Regions from separate parts of the Mus musculus genome. Here regions 1 and 3 are each linked to region 2. Evidence: chromatin contacts called from public promoter capture Hi-C data. All regions are on one chromosome and are shown on one strand. The core of a region is the stretch at or near the end of the contact, and the rest is flanking DNA. Distances in the headings are between cores, read along the strand shown.

What was found. Promoter capture Hi-C pulls out the DNA fragments that hold promoters and counts their contacts.
Region 1: a promoter capture Hi-C map of hippocampal neurons shows a contact between it and region 2, with 6 times the contacts expected there. The contact joins the enhancer-like site here to the promoter of Baat in region 2. A contact is called at or near these places in 8 of 39 promoter capture datasets (the C10 cell line, cranial neural crest, hippocampal neurons and 3 more), 10 of 484 Hi-C or Micro-C datasets (the 63-12 cell line, B cells, the HL-1 cell line and 3 more), 1 of 115 datasets of contacts at active chromatin or transcription factors (embryonic stem cells) and 1 of 9 other capture datasets (embryonic stem cells).
Region 3: a contact with region 2 is called in a promoter capture Hi-C map of liver, with 2.8 times the contacts expected there. The contact joins the enhancer-like site here to the promoter of Baat in region 2. A contact is called at or near these places in 5 of 39 promoter capture datasets (cranial neural crest, hippocampal neurons, liver and 1 more).

The regions. Positions count from the first base shown.
Region 1 is chr4:48,778,429-48,781,128 of GRCm38.p6, forward strand. The region is part of intron 1 of Gm52718 (a long non-coding RNA gene); the gene reads left to right. Among named protein-coding and RNA genes, the nearest start is that of Gm52718, 4.6 kb to the left of the region's middle. Within about 2 kb of position 1,358, at least 22 of the 459 cell types and tissues checked have an H3K27ac peak or open chromatin away from gene starts, as enhancers often do. A contact at or near this core is called in hippocampal neurons, where this site is marked.
Region 2 is chr4:49,505,169-49,507,868 of GRCm38.p6, forward strand. It overlaps Baat (bile acid-Coenzyme A: amino acid N-acyltransferase), which reads right to left and starts at 1,390. Exons shown (of 4, transcript NM_007519.3): 1 at 1,161-1,390.
Region 3 is chr4:48,907,997-48,910,696 of GRCm38.p6, forward strand. All of the region lies in intron 1 of Gm12436 (a long non-coding RNA gene), which reads left to right. Among named protein-coding and RNA genes, the nearest start is that of Gm12436, 11 kb to the left of the region's middle. Within about 2 kb of position 1,380, at least 3 of the 459 cell types and tissues checked have an H3K27ac peak or open chromatin away from gene starts, as enhancers often do. A contact at or near this core is called in liver, where this site is marked.

The DNA of each region.
Region 1 (2,700 bases), core at 108-2,607, 730 kb before region 2:
CCAGCATGGCACGATGACCCCAAAGGTGCAGTAGAGGCATGCAGACCTTGGCAGGAACCAACAGCTCTCTAATTGGATCTAAAACTCACTTAACAAGAAGGAAATCATGCCTGATACTGGAACCTAGCCAACCACTCAGGGCTGGTGAAAGCACAGATACTTGAAGAGAACACACAACCAGGACTTTGTTAAACCAACATCTCCCTAACTATACTCTACATATTTGACCACAGGTAACTACAGTCTTCATCCCTCACCAAGGATACTTATTATTGCAAGAGGCAGAAACATTATAGAAAATTACTGTCAATCAAAATTCAGAGTCATGGAAACTGGTCCCAATGAGTACACCTACAAAATGATTCCCACATCTAACACTCAGGGTTCACTGAAGAAGGGGATTGTAAGAAACAAAGGATGAGAAAGCTTGCTGTGAGATTGTGTCTTCTAGCAATGTCCCCTAAAGCTTCACCAACATGACTGCCTAGACATGAGCTGAATGAGAACAACAATAATGGACATGCCAAAATGGACAGGGGTGGGGGGAAACCATGAGACCTCAATTCCATACAAAGAACTACAGTGGGAGAGATAGTCTTCCCCAGAGAAGAGCACACCAGGTGGTTAAGCAATACCAAATAGTCGTGTCTGAAAACATACATACAGGTATCATTCGTGATACAGTCTGATCAGGAAGTATTTATGCATACAAGAGTACCACCCCCTCCTCCCCCACGTAACAATAATTAATGAAAAAAAAACACCCCATGAGTTTGAAAAAAGAGAGGAAGGGTGTATGGGAGGGTTTGGAGGGGCAAAAGGGAATGGAGAAGTGATGTTATGATGTCTCAAAACCAAACAAAGCCTCAAGCCAAAAAACAAATAATAGCTCTTCATGTTTTCTCTTCTGGTACTCCAAGTCCCAAGGGGTCTTGAAAGCCTCCTTCATCTGGCCGGCAGGGGGCGGTAGAGACCATAAAGCCTCTGGTTAAATCTTGGGACAATCTTAACCTTGGAATCCAAATCAGATCAGATCCTTTGCCCTCTGATTCTGGTCTTTAGGAAAGAAAAGAAGTAGAAATCCCAGTAGTATGCATCGTAAGCCCAACCATGACAAGAATAACTTGTGTTTGCATAAGATCCCAAATAGGTGGATTGTATTATGCAGGAAACTTTTCACGGTTGGCTGGTGTTAGCGGTTTCATTAACCTCATGAAGACATTAATATCATTTGGAAAACAGAAGGAGAATGCCTCCAACTCCTCCATTAGACCCAATTAGCAGAGCGTTGCCACACAAAAGAGGTCGGCGTGCATCTGTCTGTGCTCCTGCTAGCAGCCGCTGTCGGCCCCATTAGATTGCTACTCACTGGAGCCATTAAAGCAGCCTCATTTGTGGTAGGAAGCGATCACTCCCAAAATAGGTTGCTTTCAAGAAATGGGTATTGGTAAGTGATAATGATGACAAATTAACACGAGATGATAAAATAAATGCACATGCAGATTGGACCAAATGTTGACTGACAGGACGGGGTGATGTATCTTTCTTGCTTTATTTACTCATTCTTGGTTATGTGCAGCAGCCTCTGAAACCTTTATTATTTAAATTTTTATTTCTTTGGGTCTGCTTCCATTTGCCATTGCAAGCCTTTGCAAAACCCTTGCTTTCTGCTTCTCCTCAATGGTCCCAGTGATGTGGTGTCTCAGATGCACTGAGCAGGCACAGCCGTTTTCTACACAGCCTATTCATTGGCCTTCTTGTTCTCAGATCCCTATGACAGGGCCAGTTGGTTGCTCCCACTAACCAGCACTGCTCTGTTCTATGACTACTGCCTCTGCAGATTATTGCTCTGTGGCCTCTCCAGCTTCAGAAGCACCATACTTATATAAAAAAAGATTTATTTCTAATTGTGTATATGTCTGTGTCCGTGTGTGAATATGTGCATGTGAGTTCAGGTGCCCAAGGGAGTTAGAAGAGAGTGCTAGATCTCCTACAGTCGGGGTTATAGGAAGTTGTGAGTTTCTTGTCATGGGTGCTGGGAATCAGACTTGACTCCTTTGAAGAGCAGTATGTGGTTTTAATTCTCCAGCCACCTCTTTCGAGCTGGCACCATACTTTGGATGTGTTAGGTTTAAGCATGCATATGGGAAACCCTTTAAAGATAACATCCTGTTACACACACAGTCCTGTATTAAGAAGTTGCCAGACTCCTTAAGAGAACAATTATCTTCTGTCACATCTCGCCAGTTTTTTTCCGTCTTCACAATGAAGTTGGACTCCTCCTTCTCCAGGAAGATTTTCCTCATCTACTAGATTGCTCTGAGTACCTGCCACACCAGCTCTTCTTAACCTGTGGGTCGAGACGCCTTTGGGGGTTAAATAACCCTTTCACAAGGGTCGCATATCAGATATTTACATTATGATTTATAACAGGAGCAAAATGACAGTTATGAAGTAGCCACAAAAATAATTTTATAGTTGGGGGTCCCCACACCATGAGGAGCTGTACTAAGGAGTCACAGCAGTAGGGAGGTTGGGGGTCACTGCGCCCCACATCTTTGTGTTTGGAAGCACAAAGCCTCTGCTTTGGCACTGCAGTCCTACCTCGACAGTTCTTTAATGTTCCCTGCTCAGGTCTGTCTGGTCTGTACCTTTTTTGACAGTATATCTCAAGTGCCTCGTATACTTATACCCCTGGGT
Region 2 (2,700 bases), core at 140-2,639:
CTGGAGAGGTGGCTCAGCAGTTAAGAGCACTGACTGCTCTTCTAAAGGTCCTGAGTTTGAATCCCAGCAACCACATGGTGGCTCACAACCATCTGTAATGTGATCTGATGCCCACTTCTGGTATGACTGAAGACAGCTACAGTGTACTTATTTATAATAATAAATAAATCTTAAAAAAAATACTAGGGCTGAATTTCCCCTCAATTCACTGAAAACCACCATGCTACAGTCACAAGAAGTATAACAAATATGGGGACAAACCCAGCAGAAATCCCAGCTCTTATTATAATCAAACTCTTAACACAGAGAGCAAATTTTAATGTAGCCAGAGAAAAGTAAACATTGCAGAGGAAAAGAACAAACATAAAATGACAGTTGGCCCTACCAAAAAGACATTAAACAAAGCAGGAGACAATAACCCCTCAATCACAGTGCTCAAAAGAAAGAGAAAAACAAGTAAATAAAACAAAATGCTCACAATTCCTTACCTATGAAATATACACATCAAACCTGAAGGCTATAGAAAGTAAATCCCAGCCAGGCGCGGTGGCGCACGCCTTTAATCCCAGCACTTGGGAGGCAGAGGCAGCCTGGTCTCGAAAAACCAAAGAAAGAAAGAAAGAAAGAGAGAGAGAGAGAGAGAGAGAGAGAGAGAGAGAGAGAGAGAGAGAGAGAAAGAAAGAAAGAAAGAAAGAAAGAAAGAAAGAAAGAAAGAAAGAAAGAAAGAAAGAAAGAAAGTCCCATGGGGGAATGGAAATGGGGAAAATACATTTTCAGTAAATACTACTTCAAGAAATGAAGAGCAATAACACATTTATTATCTGGGTAAATATAAAGGCCCTTTTCAAAATTTAATCACTTACATAGATACATATGTGAACTTAGGAAAAGTTAAAACTCTATATAGCCTGTTCAAAATAAAAGTTTTATGAGGTTTATCTATGAAATATGACAAATAGAGGAAAATCTGGTAAACATAGGATTCTTATATCACTGTTTTTCAAGTGATGTAAGATTTTCTGCGGGTAGATAATGATAACTTCATGTACTTATCAAGAGTTCGCTGAGCTAAGAGATAATAGATAAGAGAGCTACCAGGCGTCAGAGCAATTCATTAAAGGATAAGCTGCATAGGAAAGGCAGAGGTAGTAATCACTTACAGTAGTTTTACAGCAACCCTCAGGAACGTGGTGTGCTCTAGAGAAGGAGGCCCTGTCGGTCAGCACAGATGCCCAGGACTTCTCAGAGACTCTCAAACCAAGGCTCTGACAACACTGTAGATAATGGAAGAGTTTTTAAAAATGCAGACTATTCGGTCAGAGCTGAGGAAAATATCTTAGTATTTCCCTCCTCAACCAGATATAAGTAGGCTGAACCCAGAGAAGAGACTAAGACCTTGGAACTTGGACTTTGAATAAATGCCTGAGATAAAGATCTAAAAATGAAAGCATCGGGCTTCTAGTGTGGAAAGGCCCTAACAAACTCTGGTCTTTGACAGCAACAGTCCTCTGAAACCACGTCCTTTGCTGGAATGTGGCAGAGAGCTCCTGTGTACCCAGAACTAGGGAGACTGAGGCAGGAGGGAAGTTAAAGCCAGCCTGGGCTACATAGGGAGACTGTCTCAGAAAAACAAGAGTAAAACAACAACAAAAAAGAGGCTGTCTCTGTGACACAGTGTGTGTTATTTCACATGGAAATCTCCAAGGCAAGGGAATAGAATCATCTGGGATTCACTCCTGCACATGTTTGTTCTCAATACTGGAACAGAGCTGGGGACACCAAGGATATGGGAGCCTCCTTGTGGTCTTTCTAGATGATCCAGATTGGGTTTTTCACGTCACAGCTGGAAGGGCAAAAGTTAAGACAGCTGAAATCTATAGTCTTAGCCATTTTATATTTGTGAAGAAGGCATATGGCCCTGTTAGAATTCAAATGAGGAGAAGGAAGCAGAGATTTTTTGATAGTGAGTTAAATAGCAGCAATAAGGGAAAGGGAAGAGGGTATGCTATGTATACGCATGCACTATTCTGTTTATATTTGTACTGCCATCTGCAATCTTTTGGGAATAAAGTCTGCCACAGCAGGAGTAGGAAAAAAAGGGAGCAAATAAATCCGATGAGTGGAAAACAGATACCCTGATGGGAAATTTCAACATAATTATATTTGATTGCATTATGGGGCTGAAGAGACAGCTCTGTGGTCAGGAACACTGGCAGTACTTCCATGGGGAAGAATATTCCTAGCACTCACACGGTGACTCATAACTGTCCGTAACTCCAGGTCCAGATAATCTGATGCTCTTTTCTGACTTTTGAAGCATGAGGCACATAGGTGGTTCATGAATGTACATGCAAGCAAAACACCCACATACATAAAATAAAAACAAAATGAGAAAAAAATAGAGGAATTGTTGAAGAGAGGTATGATGGCTTTTCCTTGTTGTCAACTTGACTACATCTGGAATGTATGAAGGACAGTTATATCATGTTAGAGGTAAGTATGACCTGGTTAAATATATGTGTTGTGAATGTGTGTGGGGTAGTTACATTATGTTTAGGTCTAATTGTGATCTGGTTACAGTTATCATTTTGAAATTAATCATGACCTAAGAAAATATGATTGTGTGCCAAGTTGACAAGAGGTATACTTGTGGTGGCTATTCTTGTTAACTTGATTATATTTGGAATAAGCTACAATAGA
Region 3 (2,700 bases), core at 130-2,629, 600 kb before region 2:
GTTTCATTAGTTGTAATTTTTGCTTTGAAACCAGATGTCAAGGAAAACAACTTTCTTGGGGGGTGGTTTAGGCAACTCTGCTTCCTGCAGTCATGATCTCTGTACACACGGTCTGGCAACACCTGGGACTTATTTTTATTTCTCCAACCATGAAACCTCAGACTTGATTTTCTAAATCACCCCCTGTATGTCCATTATTATTGCTGCAATTCTCTCTGATCCCATTCAAATTAGTTTTGAAGGTTGTTCACAAAGTTATAGGAATGATTTCCTTTTGCAAACTATAGAAGGAAACAGTTTCTGAGCCATATGGTAGACAAGGGACATTATTAATGCTATTTTACACAAACTCATAAATATAATCTCCACCACACCAGTATGCAGTTGCACCCATGTGCAAGTCCTCGGAAGTTCCTATTGCTAGCAATGTTGCACAGAGAGAAAGATGTTATTAAAATCCACAAGTCCAGCTTCCCCATAGGGAACATAACTTTTAATTTGGCAGTCATAAAAGCCATCAAGTAGAACCATAACCACCATTTTAAAGAAAGAGGAAGTGAGGCAAAGAAAGTTAATGGGATTTCACTGAAGTTATATTAATGCAGTGATACATCTTAACATTAGGAGCAACTTATTCATTTTCAGTAAAAAGTAAATTTCTTTCATGGGAAGTGATTAGCTGTACTATTGATTACCAATCAGGCTTAATTTTCTTCAAGCATTCATCTTCTTCCCAGCATCCACTTTTCTCTTTGTCAGATGATGCTCAGTTAATCCAAGTGAGTTTTGATGCTTGGTGGCTAGATGATAGTTTATGATGTGCACCTTGAGACCTTTGGCATTTATAGTCTGGGCTTCAGAGACAGAGCTGCATGAAGTCATGTTCAAATCTGGTGCAGAGTCAACCAAGAGGCCTCTATGTGTCTTGGTCTCTGTGAAGTATCTTCTCAAATATTAATCAATGTAACACACACAACAATCTTATGAGGAGAGATTATTGATTGCACCTTGACAGTTGAAGGTAACAACTAACCTTGATAATAAAATATGTTATCATCTCATGCAGCATTCATTCTCTGAGTGCAGTGACAAGCTGTGGCCTCTCACTCAAGAGACAAGCAATTGTTGGAAGGCTAGGGAATGTCACAAGTTTATCTTATAGCAAGCAAGAGAATGTAGGAAAAAGATGCGGGAAAAGATGGCAGACTGAGCAAGAGCATTATATTTTGCTCTTTTTAATAGGGTAACTATCAGGAAGTTCAAGGCCATTGCCTTGAAAATGAGCCAGCACCGTGCATGGCATGAAACAGGGTTTCATTTTAGAGCCCTAGTTTATTTTCAAGCTTACCACATGAGTTTTTTTCCTACCATCTCACTTGGATTCTAGCAGGCTAATAAGATCAATATTTATTCTTGCATAATAGGAGATCCAAAGGTCAATTTAAGCCAAGCAACACAGTTCAATAATTATGTCTGTTATAAGAGTGGTGAATTTAATTTTTGTTCAGAGTAGAGCCTTCTCTCCCTACTCAAGTCTGCCTCTGCATGGCAGCCACCTTGCAAGTGGAGAAGAGACTAGAAGCTGTGGGATTTAGTTCTCTCTGTCCTGCATGCTTACTCCTCTTCTGGTTTGCTAGTTTTAGTTTTTGAGCACTGAAATGAGGCCCCCAGGAGGGAAATGAGGCAGGGGAAACATTACAGTTCTTACATAACAGGCACTGTTCAAGATCTATCAGAACTCTGTAGGCAAAGGTCAGGCCCAGAGCTGACTTTTCCCTCAAAACACCTTGATGGATCCTTTGAAAATTTATGTTTCCCCTTTGAAAAAAATTTCAGGAGGGCAAAGGCTTCTCTAGTGGGGCCAGTAAGCTTATGTGACACACAGTGAGGACATCTAGGTTCTTATACAAGCTGCTTTACTTTGAAGGTAACTACAATGAGTATTTTGTGAAGAAAGAACCTTAATACAAAGATTCTAGACTAGCCTTTCAGAAACAACTCTCAGACAAATAGTGCATCAACCCACCAGGACAGATGGTGCCCCTGAGGCCACTTCTGAAGATGTGTCAGAATTAAGACCCTACTTTTGTCTCTGCAACTCCTTCCATGGATATTTTATTCCACATTCTAGGAAGGAATGAAGTATCCACATGTTGGTATTCCTTCTTGATTTTCTTGTGTTTTGGAAGTTGTATCTTGGGTATTCTAGGTTTCTGGGCTAATATCCTCTTATCAGTGAGTGCATATCAAGGGACTTCTTTTGTGATTGGGTTACCTCATTCAGGATGATATCCTCCAGATACATCCATTTGCCCAAGAATTTCATAAATTCATTGTTTTTAATAGCTGAGTAGTACTCTATTGTGTAAATGTACCACAATTTCTGTATCCATTCCTCTGTTGAGGGACATCTGGGTTCTTTCCAGCTTCTGGCTATTATAAATAGGGCTGCTATGAACAGAGTGAAGCATGTGTCCTTATTACCTAAGACGAAAGTTTGGACCATCCAGAGACTGCCCCACCCAGGGGTCCATCCCATAATCAGCCACCAAACGCAGACAACTATTGCATACACCAGCAAGATTTTGCTGAAGGGACCCTGATATAGCTGTCTCCTGTGAGGCTTTGCCAGTGCCTGACAAATACAGAAGTGGATGCTCACAGTCATCTATAGGATGGAACACAGGGCCTCCAATATAG